3 separate regions of the Mus musculus genome follow, and all the other regions are linked to region 1. The links are chromatin contacts, called in public Micro-C and promoter capture Hi-C maps. All regions are on one chromosome and are shown on one strand. The core of a region is the stretch at or near the end of the contact, and the rest is flanking DNA. Distances in the headings are between cores, read along the strand shown. Region 1 holds the start of Lalba (lactalbumin, alpha). Region 2 overlaps Senp1 (SUMO1/sentrin specific peptidase 1). Region 3 holds the start of Ddn (dendrin).

The links. Promoter capture Hi-C pulls out the DNA fragments that hold promoters and counts their contacts. A called contact is a pair of places that touch in the nucleus more often than the background predicts.
Region 2: a contact with region 1 is called in a Micro-C map of B cells, with 3 times the contacts expected there. The contact joins the enhancer-like site here to the promoter of Lalba in region 1. A contact is called at or near these places in 13 of 39 promoter capture datasets (the 3T3-L1 cell line, 3T3-L1-derived adipocytes, the C10 cell line and 9 more), 2 of 484 Hi-C or Micro-C datasets (B cells and nephron progenitors), 1 of 115 datasets of contacts at active chromatin or transcription factors (bone marrow-derived macrophages) and 2 of 9 other capture datasets (adipose tissue and embryonic stem cells).
Region 3: a promoter capture Hi-C map of pre-B cells shows a contact between it and region 1, with 3 times the contacts expected there. The contact joins the promoter of Ddn here to the promoter of Lalba in region 1. A contact is called at or near these places in 2 of 39 promoter capture datasets (pre-B cells and stem cell-derived epiblast-like cells).

Annotation. Positions count from the first base shown.
Region 1 is chr15:98,480,813-98,485,566 of GRCm38.p6, forward strand. It overlaps Lalba (lactalbumin, alpha), which reads right to left and starts at 1,871. Exons shown (of 4, transcript NM_010679.1): 1 at 1,724-1,871; 2 at 1,261-1,419; 3 at 718-793. The coding sequence starts at 1,859.
Region 2 is chr15:98,072,824-98,077,577 of GRCm38.p6, forward strand. It overlaps Senp1 (SUMO1/sentrin specific peptidase 1), which reads right to left. Exons shown (of 18, transcript NM_144851.5): 5 at 3,727-3,886; 6 at 2,986-3,157. Among named protein-coding and RNA genes, the nearest start is that of Gm25668, 5.4 kb to the left of the region's middle. Within about 2 kb of position 1,903, at least 14 of the 459 cell types and tissues checked have an H3K27ac peak or open chromatin away from gene starts, as enhancers often do. A contact at or near this core is called in B cells, where this site is marked.
Region 3 is chr15:98,806,011-98,810,764 of GRCm38.p6, forward strand. It overlaps Ddn (dendrin), which reads right to left and starts at 1,915. Exons shown (of 2, transcript NM_001013741.1): 1 at 1,595-1,915; 2 at 1-1,190. The coding sequence starts at 1,803. B130046B21Rik (a long non-coding RNA gene) reads left to right here and starts at 305. Exons shown (of 3, transcript XR_003951472.1): 1 at 305-1,214; 2 at 2,226-2,312; 3 at 2,859-4,370.

The sequences.
Region 1 (4,754 bases), core at 621-3,120:
TGCCAAATAACTGTTCCGTTATGACATTTTCATACGTGTATATCATCATACTTTGCTCAGCTATCTCACATGCGCACGTGCACACACACACACTTTCTCCCCTCTTAATGATGGTTGTCAGTGACTAGCATAAAGCTGCATTTAGGTTCGTCCTCAGGGTGAGGTGAAAGATTGTAGAGAAGAAATGGCATGGGCTTCTAAGTGGAATGAGGCTCACTATAATAATAACAACAACAATAACAATGATAATAATAGGACTAGTGGAGCATGGCTTTAATCTGAGCACTCGGAAGGCATAGGTAAGCAAATCTCTGTGAGTTTGAGGCCAGCCTGGTCTACGGAGTGAGTTCGAGGATAGCCAGGGCTACACACACATACCACAGACACACACATACACACACAAACACTCACTCACAAAAACCTCTCTCAACAAGCCAAAATAATAATAATAAAATCAATAAGAGTTCAGATCTAGGAAAGATGTGGAATAATACCACAAGGGCTTTAAGGATGAGAACTGGCCAGGGGAAGAGAGTCCTGGACATCAGTCTTCCAACATGGAACTTCATATCGGGGAAGTTGTCACACAAAAATGACACGAAGAAGCATTTTAAATGTAGACCTTTGGGACTCTAGATGAGTTTTGTTTTGGAGACTCCATCCAAAATTAAATGGTCTGGAGAGGGAGGTCAGAAGAGAGCAAAGACGACGACTTACCAGTAGTCGATTCCTTTGATAGCCAGGATCTTCTTGGCACACGCTATGTCATCATCCAACTCGTCATCCAATAACTCTGTTATAACAGAGTGCAGGAAGGAACAAGACAAATAAGAAGTACAGCTCAGTGGACTGGTTCCTCTGGCCCCAGAGTCAGGGGAACTGGTTCTGAGTTGAAGGTTTGGCCTAGAGACTTTCTATATGAAACGGCCAGTCTGATAATGCCTCCCCTCCATGGGAACTCCATTCCCTTCCCTAGGACACCTCACGAGACAGCATCAGATTCATCACGCCCTGAAAATACAGCGTATCAGACTTCAAGACTCACAAGTGTCCCAAACTACCCTTCCCTGAACCTTAGGGGACTCTCTGGGCATGTGGAGATCATGACCAGTGACCAGGTTCTTACTAAGCACTGCTATCTCAAGTCATATGGTACCCAGCACACCTGAGACATGCTGGGTACCAACAAGGAGGCTGCCTGGGAGGACTCGGAGGCAGGCTGTAGAGATACAGAAGAGTGTGGTGAAAGAGGATACTCACTGTCACAGGAGATGCCACAGATGTTCTCCGACTCGGGGAACTCACTACTTTTACACCAAAATCTGTCACTGATCTGGAAGAGTCCGTACTCTGTGCTGCCGTTGTCGTTGACAACAGCTTGTGTGTCGTAGCCACTGGTATGAAATAAAACACAGGCCCCTGAGGGAGACAGAAGAAAGAACTTTCTCAGAGATGTCTCAGAGTACCATAATTGAAACACTGGTTTCCCGGGGGGGGGGGGGGGGGGGCTTCCCAACCAATCTCCAAAAGTGGTGAAGTCCAGATTATCTTGGTGAAATGAGAAAGGCCAGACAATGGGAGACAGGCAGGGCAGGAGAAGTAATTGAATACAAGAGGTCAAGACAGAACAAGAAGAGGTACGAGACCACACCACGAGGAGACAGAGAAGGAGGAGAAGGGAGAGGTGGGAATGGAAGGAAGCAGGGACGTAGTATGAACTCACATTCAAGCAAAGAGATGCCTTGATAGCCATCTATGTCTTTAATGGCATGGGACACCTTGCATTTTGTAAGCTCTGTGGCTTGAAAGGCAGGCAACGACAAAATACACACCAGGAACAAAGGAACGAAATGCATCATTTTGACTGCTCCTGGACCTTGTAATGCAGACACCGCTCACTTCATCTGCTTTTATGTATGAAGAAGGCCTCTGGCCTCCTGGCACCGGGCCTTCTCTCTAGGAAGACAATGATGAAGAGATGCTTATGCCAAAATAGAAACCCTGAGCCTGCCAGCCTCCCTCCATCCTGCCACCCTCCCCCCATCTCCTGCATCCAGTCAATACCAAGTATTGTTTTCTTCCCACATAATTCCACACATGACCCAGCTTCTCACTTGGCTCTGGTAAACCTTCATTTCTTTTAGGGCTGCTTCCAGGAAGCAGGATTTCCTTAACCTACTTTTGGAACAAAGGAGGCTTCAGAGACAATACAAGGGAGGTGACTGGAAAACACAGTTGGCTACAGCCAACTCCATGCTTACCCCTAAACACATACAGAACGTGGAAAGGGGATGTATCACATCCTAGGATCAAAGGTGATATTTGTCTGTCCAACCTAGCCATAGGACAAAGTCCAGGAAAGCCCCTTGATATGGAGACTCATAACTGAGAGCCTTGGGAAAAGGGATGGAACATGGTGGCATTTAGCATGAGACTCAACTACTACTTGGATCCCAAGACTTCCTATGGAGGGAGATAGATAATGTGAAAAGTTTTGTGTAAAAATATCTAGCTGTTCTATAAGAAACTGCCAAGCGCCGGGCAGTGGTGGCGCACGCCTTTAATCCCAGCACTTGGGTGGCAGAGGCAGGCAGATTTCTGAGTTCGAGGCCAGCCTGGTCTACAGAGTGAGTTCCAGGACAGCCAGAGCTACAAAGAGAAACCCTGTCTCAAAAAAACAAAAAAAGAAAAATAAAAAGAAAGAGAGAGAGAGAGAGAGAGAAACTGCCAAGCGCCCTGCCCTCAATCGCCTCTGCCATAACTAGCTAGATGCTTTTTGGTGTCACTAAGACATTGTGTCAATCCAAGGCTAATTCCATAGCAACATTGTTAATAGCAACATTGTTCATAGCAACATTGTTCATAGCAACATTGTTCTTGGGTAAGTGGTCCTTGATAGCGAAGGTTGGCCACAGACAGGAAAGGGTCCTGGGTAAGCTATAATAGGTATCTCCCCTAAGCAAGTCAGGGCCAGGTACTAGTTTCAAATAATTCCTGTAATTTTCTGTCATGGAGTACTACACTCATGGCATCAATAATCCTTTCCCTCCTTCCTGCCTGTGCTCATTTTATGAACCTGATTTTTTTTTTTTGACGTCTCCCGAGGTCTCCATCCTAACCAAGCCACCTAAGACTTATAAACTGGAAGTCTTCCAACTGGTTATTATCTGTAAATCTTCAGAGACAGAGACACTCTTCTCTGTTCAACCCCATCCCCCTCTACACAGTGTAACCAGTGTATAACACAGCATGACTGAAACTCGTGTGGAGGATGTGAAACCCAAGATGGATGAACAGAAACCCCTGAATGGAAAGAGACGCATGCTCAGAAACACTGCAAGCATGCTGACTCTGCGGGTCTCCTGTGTTCTACCCGGAAGGACTGGGAGGGTATGGGACAAGAACGGGAATTCTGTCACACTGAGCAAGTCCCATGGGGACTCAGTGGGGATGGAAAGATGACCATGGACCACACAGGAGAGGACTGCATGAGAAGAGTTAGGTCTGATGGAGTCTTCCCAATGGTGCTATCTGTATAAACTGCCTCTGGCCCTGGGCTGTGGAATGAGTATCTGTGATGGAGGGAAATGGAGACCCACAGTCTTGGACCACAGGCATTTCCCGCACTTCCAGGCACACCTGCTTGCCCGTAATATGATCGTATCTCTGCCCTTCCCTATAAGCAATAAAAAGCAGTATAAGGTCCAGGAACTACAGCTAAGTCCAGAAAAGGAATCAAGTGTGCCCCAGGCGAGAGGAACCGTTTGTTTTTAAGAGTGGGGCCACCTGAGGACAGAGAGCTAATGGGGACAGCTGCAAACGTTCAGAGGAAGATGTCAGTTCCTGGAGCTGGAACAACAGACAATAAACACGGCTTTGAAAGAGGAAGAAATGGGAAGGCGGAAGTGTGGCGAACGCTGAAGCTTCCTGTCTGGTTCCCTTTTCCGGGAATGGGGGAGGTGGGGAGGGTGGTACTGAAGATCCTTCACAGAGAGGCTGAGGTCCACATCAAATGGCCAAAAGGTCTTTACCACACACTTTTCTGGATTCCTTCAAAGATATCCCAGAAACATCTGTTCATTCTATCAGGAAAAGTTAGTGTTAAAACCAGATGTCACTGTCTGGGGACTTCTGGAAACTGAGTCCGGCTTCTGCTTCTGCAGACTTTACCATCTGACTCCGTAGTTTGAAAGTAGGCGGTAGTGAATGAGAGGCCAGGGTTGCCATTTGGAGTGAACTCCTGAAGGCCACAGTAAAATTATCATTGCTGGGGCTGGAGAGATGACTCAGTGGTTAAGAGTACTGACTGCTCTTCTGGAGGTCCTGAGTTCAAATCCTAGCAACCACGTGGTGGCTCACAACCATCAGTAATGAGATCTGATGCCCTCTTCTGGTGTGTCTGAAGACAGCTACAGTGTACTTATATATAATAAATAAATCTTTTTTAAAAAATTATTATTGCTTCTTACACTAATATCACCATTCTGTTCCACTTCATTGTATAATTCAAGAAAATTATACCAGGCAGAGGATGAGACACAATCTTGGACTTGACCTTTAAGATTGTTAGTTGCTTGCTTTTGTTTTGTTTTGTTTTGTTTTGTTTTGTTTTGTTTTGTTTTGTTTTGAAGATAGGGTCTTATATAGCCCAGGCTACCTTGTAATTCTATGTAACCCAGGCTATCCTTGAACTCATGATCTTCCTACCTCTGCCTCTGAGTGCTGGGATTACAGGTGTATGCTTCCAGGCCAGC
Region 2 (4,754 bases), core at 653-3,152, 410 kb before region 1:
GGAGGCAAATGGACAAACCAACCGACTGACCTAAAATTCATATGTAAACATGAAAAAGACTAAATAGACAAAGTAGTATAAATTCTGTTGTAAAATTACACTAAAGCCATATGAACAAAACCAGCATGCTACTTCCAAAAAACCAGACACAGGCCAACAGAAGAGGCGATTCAGAAGTAACCCCACAGTTTTCAGCCATTCGATTCTCAGCAGAGGTGACCAAACAAAACCAAAACCAAAACAAAACATGCTAAAGAAAAGTCAGTTTTAACAAACAGTTCTGGAACAACCTAAGGTCCACATGTAGCAGAGTGAAACTCGGTCCCTACTTCTCACACCATACAAAATCAACCCAAAACTGATCGCACAATATGAAAGATTGACAATACCAGAGGAATTCTGAATTAAAAAACTGGGCTGGAAACATAGCCCAGTGGCTTGAGGCCCTGGACGTGACTCCCAGTACTGCAAAAACAGTATAATCCTCCAAAACAACTCAGAAAGAATGAATGATCCAATTATAAACCGGGCAAATGAACTGATGAGTTTTCAAAAGAACAATAATAAATACATAAAATGTTTAACCATCAGAGAAATGCAAATCAAAACTGCTCTGAGATTCCGTCTCACTCCAGTAGAAGCACATCATCAGAAAACAAACAAGAGCAGTGAGAATGGGGCGGGAAAAGACCCTTTATGTGCTGTTAGAGGGAATTCCTACTGGGGATTTCTCAACAAAACTAAAAATAGAAATAATATATGATTCTGTTATATTACCTCTGGGTATATACCAAGTGTGTGTGTGGGGGGGGGGAGGGGGGACGACAATCAGCACACAATGAAATTTAGGGCTGGGGAGATGACTCAGTGGTTAGGAACACTATCTGCTCTTCCAGAGAACTTGGGTTCAATTCCCAGCACCCACATGGTGGCTCATAACCATCTGTAACTCTAGCTCCAGGGAATTAAGATTCCCTTTCCTGGACTCCTCAGGCACCAGGCTTGCACATAGTGCAAGTAGACTACTTGTAGGCATGAAATAAAAATAAAATAAGACATTTAAAGAAAGGAATCTGCATTACCATGCTCATAGCAGCAAAACTCATAATAGCCAAGTTAACACATCCACCTAGTTTCCATGAATAGAGTAACAGATAAAGAAAATATGATATACGGATACATAGACACACACAGGACTTGTTATTCAACTATAACTTGTGATCAGCTGCTTGCAGAAAAATGAACAGAACTGGAGATCATCATGGGAAATAAAGCAGATTCAGAAATACAAATATCATCTTTTATCTCACATGTAGACTTTAGATATGGAGTAGGGGTGGGTATGGTGGTTTATGCCTGCAGTCCCACTACTTTGTGGTCTGAGACAGGAGGACTGCTACAAATAAAGCGCATTCTGGGCTACACAGTGGTAAGGCAGGCCAGGGTACACAGTGGGGCCTTGTCTAAAAAAAAAAAAAAAAAACAAAAAAAAAAGGAACAAAAAACAAAAAAAAAAAAAAAAAAAAAAGGAAGGGAAAGGAAAGGGAAGGAAAGGACAACAGGCTAATTTGACAGAGGAAAAGGACCCAGGCAAGAGAGGGTCACTAGGAGCTTGTATGATCATATACTTATACGCATGTATAAAAATGTTACAGTGAATCTCATTCTTATGTACAGTGAAAACATACTAATATAGAACAGAAACTATCACATAGGAAGAATACTTAAAAAAGGTTAACTTTGGTTTCAAGCAGCTTGGTCAACGAGGGAGTGTTTGGGACGATTAATGGTGTGCAGCTTCTAAAACGAGCGACGCTCCCTGCGATGAGGAGGTGTTCTGAGGGTGAACACTGGCGTGATGACTGTTACAGTGTTCTTATGCTCCTGCAGCTACACCCAGGCTCATCACACACAGGGTAAGTCTATTAATAACCTCATGGGACTGACTTCTGCAATATTAATAGACCTGCTGTACCATTTACTAGCCAGGTGACTTTCTTCTCTCATTTGTAAGGTATGAATATAAACTCACCTTTACCTATTGTACGAGGTCAAAAGAATTATTCAATTATTTAATATACTAATAGAAAGAGCACATTAAAACACAATCTCTACAGCAAACAGCTACAATTACCAAGATACCGAGTTAAGATGCAACTGAACAGATGCACGCTTCCTGCTGTGCCAACTGTCCACTATCTCAGTCTCATCCTGTCGGTTACGGAGAGAAAAGAGCAAGTCAAGCGGCAGCACAACAGCCTCCTCTGAGAACGTCCATGACCTCTACGATCCTACTCCTAAGGAAAAGCAAGCACACTTAACTCACTCACAAAACCAATCTGCACGTGCATGTGTAAACGTGCAAACACACGTGTGGAGCCGTGGGTGCTGTCCCTTGAGAAGCTCTTTTTGAAACAGGGCCTCACTGGCCTGAAAGTCCCCAGGGAGACTGGACCAGTGAGCCGCGAAGGCCCCGCCCCGCCTGACACCTGGCGGTCTCTGCCTCCCAAGCGCGGGGATTCTGAGCAGAAAGCACCTTGCCTAGCTTTGGATGTGGATGCTGGGAACTGGCCTACAGCCCTGTCTTTGATGGAAAGCACTTCACTGACCAAACTATTTCCATAGCCCCTCGCTGGCTTTCTAAAAATAATTTCTTTTTATTGTATAGTTTGTTTTTATAATTGATGAAAACTGTAGCTAGTAAGAGATATTCTAACAAATCAAATTTATTAAAACAAAACCTGCTGAGTGAAGCTCATGGCTTTACTGAAGACAAGAACGGTTCAGCAGGTGGTGAGACAGCAGGAGCAGAAAGCAGTAGGAAAAAGAATGTTTTCCCAGTCCTTGGGAACTTAGAACAAAACTTTATAAAGAGTCACGATGGGGAGACCAGAGCGGACTAGGTAAGTACAATGGTTTAGGAGCACGCAGCGGAGAGCGTGACAGGCCGTCTCCTTGGCGTCTCTGGCTGCAGCTTTTCCTTACCTCTTCTGCTGTGCTGAAATGTCGCCTCTGAGTTTTCTTAGGGCTTAAAAGACTCCGACGACATGACCCACTCCAGGATGGACTTGGGGCAGGCTTAATGGGAAATGACTTTTCATACGCAGACATGTGGCAGTGGTGATTGGACTTGCCCACAAAGGTGTTTGATAATCCACTGAAAAGAAGTGTGTAAGGAAAGTTACAGTGATGACTTTTACTTCTCAGAAATAACAAAAGCAGGGCTGGAGAGGTGGCTAGTGGTGAGGGGCACTGGCTGCTCTTCCAGGGACCTGGGTTCAACTCCCAGTGTCCACAAGTGTAGTGACATTTCTGCAATTTCAGTTTCTTTAAAAACCACAGAAATAGAAGAAAGTGCTTTCGTTTTAAACCTCAGGTGTGGGATCCGGGGCTGCTTCGCAGCAGCTGACCATGGTTTGCCTCGTGCTCTAGCAGAGGCATGGTTTTGCCAGCTGCAGATGGTTTCTGCAATTGTGTGATGTGTGGAATCCTGGGAAGTCTCCATAGGGTATATAAATGCTAGGGCCCTGAGGGGCAGAGTGGGTTGTTGGCAGTTCATGGGGGTTGCTATCACTCAATTCAGCCCAAAGGAAATGGATTTGCAAATTTTGCGATGGCTTAAAGCCCTGAAATGGTTCTCATTGAGAATTCTAATGTAGCACCTATGTTGTAGCCGTTCCCCAGTACCTGAGGAAGGGTTTGAGAAGTAGGTAGACCAAACCTAACCTTGAGGTCTTCCGGGTTTCGAGGCAAAGACTTCGGCTATTTCTTGGTTTTTGTGGCGCTGAGCCTGACGCTGGAGTGGAATTTCTCCATTGTCCATTTGCACTTTGACCAAAGGTTCTTACGTCACCTGAGCCAAGGAAACTGTCTGAGGAAGGGTTATCTAAAAGAAAATGAAAGTTTCAGTAAGTTGAACAAATAACTAGATCTAGGCCTCTTTATGATTGCAACCATGTTCCATCATTGCATTCCAAAGTAACGTAGCATATCACCATGCCTCTCATGGAAAAGATCCCAGTCTCAACTGCCAATAAATCTGCAGTAAGGGAACGTCTACAAACTATAATCGATTCAGCCATACTAACCTGAAAATTGATGAAGGAGCTGAAGCCTGCCACAGCCATGTGCCTTATCTGCATCAATGTGACTCCGTGGTGTCCACCAAAAGTCAACATTTTACCCCAACTATATCTTGCAAGCACTCCCAGGCCTGGGCCTGAAAGAAGGTAGGCCAGACCAGTGAGAAAGCAAGTGGAGGGCCAAGGAGATTGTAATTCAAATGAACAACAGTTATCGCTTAACAAGCCGCTGGTGTCACTCCCTCCTTGTAATTAGCATTAGAGAATCTCTCAAACTGCTGCTCACACCGGCTGGCTTATGGCAGGAACGACCCACTGTAGACCTCTGGTTCTAGTACAACCTTCAGTTTCTTAAAGCCACAATCGTAACATAGATCATCAATAATCCAGTGGTTGCTACTATAGTCAGACTGAGGATCATTTATTATTTTAACTTTATGAACTCTAGATTCTAAACTGGAATGACAGCTAGGAGTAGAGTAACTTCTATGCCTTCCTTTCTCTATCAGGAGGACCAGATATGTTAAACCAGCTCCCACAAAATAACTTCCGACATTAGGCTATCAAACTCCTTGGCACGTCAGTGGACTAAGTAAAAGTGGTAACTCTCTATTCCCAGAACTTGTCTTAACTAACAATATTCTGAAGCTCTCCTTTCAAAGAACATTAACA
Region 3 (4,754 bases), core at 665-3,164, 330 kb after region 1:
GAACGTACTGGGACTTTATCACCACGCATGTGGCGTCAATGACAAAGATGCCTTCTCTACCAGCGGGACCTCGGGAAATGCGGGGCAGGGTGTGGGCACGGCGGGTCACCTTCCAAACTTCCAGGGTCTCATGTTCTGCCCCCTCTCTTTGACCCAGGGACTCTTTCCACCCGGTGCCTCCAGGAGCCCAGGGTCTAGGGAGCGTCTGGCTGTGCCTAACTGGAGGCTTTTTAGGGGAGGCAAGCCAACACGTGGGAAGCCATATCTGCTCACTTCCTTCTTTCCCTTTCCTTGACCCCCTGAGGTGCTGCCTGGACCTGGGAACAGGACGAGGTGGGCTGCTGATCGCGGACCTAGAGAGAGCTGCGTCCGTGCCTGGACCGCCAGTCGTTTTGCCTTGGGAATGACTATCGCCAGCACTGTTCAGGCCAGCAGCAACTAGGCCTGAGCTTTTCTCTATAGCCCCTTTGCAAGACTCTGGCCTAGCTCTGGCTGCTGTACAGCCTGGAGCACCTCCTAAGAGTCCCCGTCCCTGTCTGAGACCCCAAGCTCCTAGAACATCCCGGTAGATTCGAGGATCCAGCCTCTTCTTCGTGCGCCCTCCCTCTGTCCTGGTGGTGGCTGGAACTGGGGCTGATGAGGTGGGCGCCCGGGAGAGCTCCGGGCCTCGCTTAGTCCCCAGGGTCCTGTGGGGACCTTCATAAGAAGGTGGAGCCACATAGGGTGGCGGCCGGTCCCAGCGGCGCCTTGGGGCTGTGCCTGCAGAGCCTCTCAACAGCAGGTGAGCCTCGTAGCTAGGGGGCCCTGGCCTTCTGCCTCCCCATGGCCCCGCCCATGCAACCCCTGGGTCACCCTGCGGGAGCACGGATGGTCGGGGCGCTCGCCCCACCTGCCCGAAGCGCTCTGGTCTGGAGAAAACTGGAAACCCTGTAGGTTGGGCTGCCCGAAGGGCGTTCCGGGGCTCTGGGCGGGGCTGACCTAGGGGACTCCGTCGGGCCCCGCCAGCCTTGCGCCTTTTTCTCTCGGTCTCCTTGGCCTCCCGCTCCTGCGACGCCGCCTTTCTTTTCTCTTGTTCCCGGGCTCGGACCTCGGCGGGGGGGCCCGCCCGCCAGTTGGTTGCCTCCTGCAGCACCCTGGAGGCCCAGGGTCGGCGGGGTGGCGGCTCAGGGGATCCCGGGCGCAGCCTACACCTGGGACAATGAGCAGGAACCCAGGTGAGCAGTTTGCGGGGACAGAGAGCCGAGGTCCGGGGAGCTGGGAGCACTGGAGACCACTTGGGGCAGCCATGTGGGAGGGTTCGTGTGAGTGTCTGAGCGAGTGCACGTGCGTATATGTTAGGGCTAAAGTCGAAATGAGACTCCTCGCCATCTCTCCATGCACACTTTAACAGCGACTGCCCCCATCTCACCGCCTGCCACTAGTACTCCTGTCCCCCTAAACAGCGCTCAATGATTCAGGCCCCAGTCCTCGACGAGTGGGGGGAGGGAGGCGCGGGAAAGAGAAGGGAACAGCAGCAATTGCTGGTGCCAGCGGGGAGGTCTGGACCCCACTTCCCGCCCCACCACTTGCTGCCCCTCACCCCTCCTTCACTCACGTGCGGCTCTGGGGCCCACGGGCCCAGTAGCTGGCCTGGATGTCCATGGACTGTCGAGAAGGAGCGCGACGACTATAATGACAGGAAATAGTCTTCACTTCAATCACCAACAGCTTGGACTTCTGCACCCAGAGGCAGCTGCCGGACTCCTCATCCTGGAGCTCCCGGGGGCTGTCGGGCCCCTCGGAGAATAACGGGCCATCCAGCATCCTGCCCCACCCCACCCCGGCCCCCCACCCTCCCACCCGCCCCGTGAGCCCCCTCCCAACCCAGGGAGCCGGCGCCCACTGCAGAGCGGCAGGCCCAGGGACTGGCAACTATATATACCCGGGCACACGTGTGTGCCTGTCTGTGCGTGTGTGAGTGTGTGCTAGCGCGCGAGCGCGCGCGCATGTGACACGCCGCCGTGGACGGCTCCGCGCTGCTTCCTCCCCCATGTGCACGGCCGCCCCCTGGGGCCTGGGATTGGACGCCCCTTCCCACTCACTGCTCAGGTCCCCCAAGCCTAATGGGACCTGCGAGTGGGCGGGGAGAGACTTCTGATTCTTGCCAAGCTTACGGTGCCCTCTCCTCCAGCCCCCATTTCTTCATCCTTCCCGAAGTTTTAACCCTTTGCTTTCCTGCTTGTCAGGTTGCCTGACCACCAGTGCTCTCTCTATTCCTGCCTGCTCGCCCAGACTCCTTTCTCCGACAGGGAGTGGTGAGAACAGAACTCAAGGTCTCTGCCTGCCACTCGCTGCTGGTTTCCATGGGGTTGGGGTGCAAGAGAGGCTGGCCCACAGCTGGGGGGAGCGGGCTATTTTTAGTGTCGGTGGCATTCGGGTGCAGCTGAGATGAGTAACCAGTTCCTAAGCAGTACAGAGAAGAGGTGCCGCTTTCAGGAAGCTTTTGTGCGACTCTGGGGGAGAGCTGCTCCCCCAAGACCTCAGAAAGGTGCACCTGTATGCCTCAGCTTTCTCTGCTGAGGCGGAACTCCATCTATCCTGGCCACCAAACAGCAGGACGACTCCTACTCTAAATATGGGTGTCCTTGGGCACCCACAGAGCCTTCCCTGAGCAGCAGGCTAGCTCCCCTAACCCAGAAGCCAGGATTCTAGGGTTACACAGTTCCGTGCCCACACAGCTCTTCCAAGCCTTATGTGGGGTGCAGATAGAGTGCTTAAATACATTTGTACCCTAACAGAGGGGGATGGACTAGAGTGCTCCTGTGGCACAGCCAAATCCCCTAGCAACAGAAAAGATAAAAGTGGCCTTTCTTTCCTAGGTCGGGGCTCTAGTTCACTTGACTGGCATGGTGTGGTGCAGCTCACCTTTTGGACTCACTCGATTCTGGGGGGTTGCTGCTTGCATCCTCGGGATCCCTCCCCCTATGCCTGTACCAGGTGTCCCCTGATTCACCATGGTAATGTTAGTGGCAGCACAGCCCACGCCAACCTTCCATGCAGAGACTTAGCAACCATGCCTGGCAACCATAGCAGCAGCTCAGGGGAGGGGAGAAGTGTAGGGAGCGGGATGAGAGGGTGGCAATGGCTCCTGAGGAAGAAGGGACCATTTGCTGCTCCTGACTTTAGGAACAGAAGCCTGTGGGCTTGCAAAGTGTGTCTATCCCCATTTTCCTCAGCTGCTTCCCAGGAGCTGAGACTTGGTGGGGTAAATGGGAGAGACAAAAGTTGGTTTTTCATAGAAGTACAAGGAGCATTTGGATACAGAGCCTTCTTTTTAAGGGGACAGGGACCAAAGAATTGTTATAGGTCACACTCATTGAGAAACAGCAAAGTAGAACCTGACCTGTTCTGCTGTCCCTCCCCTGCCACTCCTCAACCCCCACCCCATGCCATGATTCCACCTACCTCCTGGCTGCCCTGAGGATGGCTTGCAGGCACTGCCAGGGCCCAACAGAATCCCACAGCTTTTAAAGTCTTGCCTCCTCCCTGGACAAGTCCTCCTTGATGAAGGAATGTGACACAAGGAGACATTTGTCCTTTCCACCCTCTCCACACACACAAACATGCTCTAATTATAATCATTTGGAGGCCTCCCTCCCCCAAGCTTGGGAATGTGCTGAGAGCAAAGATGTGGATGGAGAGGGGGCCCAAGCACTGAGAGCTGACCTCTAACAAGCGCCCTGATGTGTTCCCTGTGTTCCATCAGAAAGCCCGCTTTGTGAAAACTAGCGTGGCCCAGGTTCTTCTGAAGGCTTGGCAGGAGAAGGGAAAGCCAGGGAATTACTCAGGACCTGCTCCTGGCTTGGATGCTAACCCCTATCGGCAAAGCTGCTGTAGAAGGGAACAGAGCCTGCAGGTCCTCCGTCCGTCAGGTGTTGGGTATCACTCTCAGCACAGATGATAGGTCTGGTGGGTTGACCCCAGCTCTGCTGTTCCTCCATGATGTACCCTCTACCTTAGAGGAAAGGCAAGGGAATTGTGGGTTCAAAAAGACTACCGGCCCAGCATTATCCAAACAACTCAACCTCCACTCAGAAACGCCGATGACATTAGCATCTCTCTGCCCAAAGATTCTCCTCCGTTTGCCACTTTCCAGAGACCTGACATGTTAGGGAAATTTGCATGGGCCTTAGCTAACTATGGTCCAAATAGAGAAAGTAAGGGAGCGTAACTGTGGGAAGTGAGGTGGGAACAAGTCAGCAGAGATGAGAGAGGACAGGAGTCTGGTGTGAAGGTAGGAAGACATGAAACCAGAACCAGACGGTTTCAGTTTAAATGCTAGTTTGTTTTTGTTTTTTTTTTTTAATTATTATTATTATATGTAAGTACACTGTAGCTGTCTTCAGACACTCCAGAAGAGGGCGCCAGATCTCGTTACGGATAGGTGTGAGCCACCATGTGGTTGCTGGGAATTGAACTCAGGACCTTTGGAAGAGCAGTCAGTGCTCTTAACCGCTGAGCCATCTCTCCAGCCCTAAATGCTAGTTTTAATTTTTTTTTTTTTTTTTTTGGTTTTTCCAAGACTGGGTTTCTCTGTGTAGTCCTGGCTAGCCTTGAACTCCACCTGAGATCCACCTGTGTCTGCCTCCAGAGTGGTGGGGTTAAAGGTGTGGGCCACCACTGCCTGGCTTTCTTTTCTTTTTTTTTTTTAAATAGACATGATTTCACTATGTAGTTGCTCTGTATTTAGACCAGGCTAGCCTGAAACTCCAGAG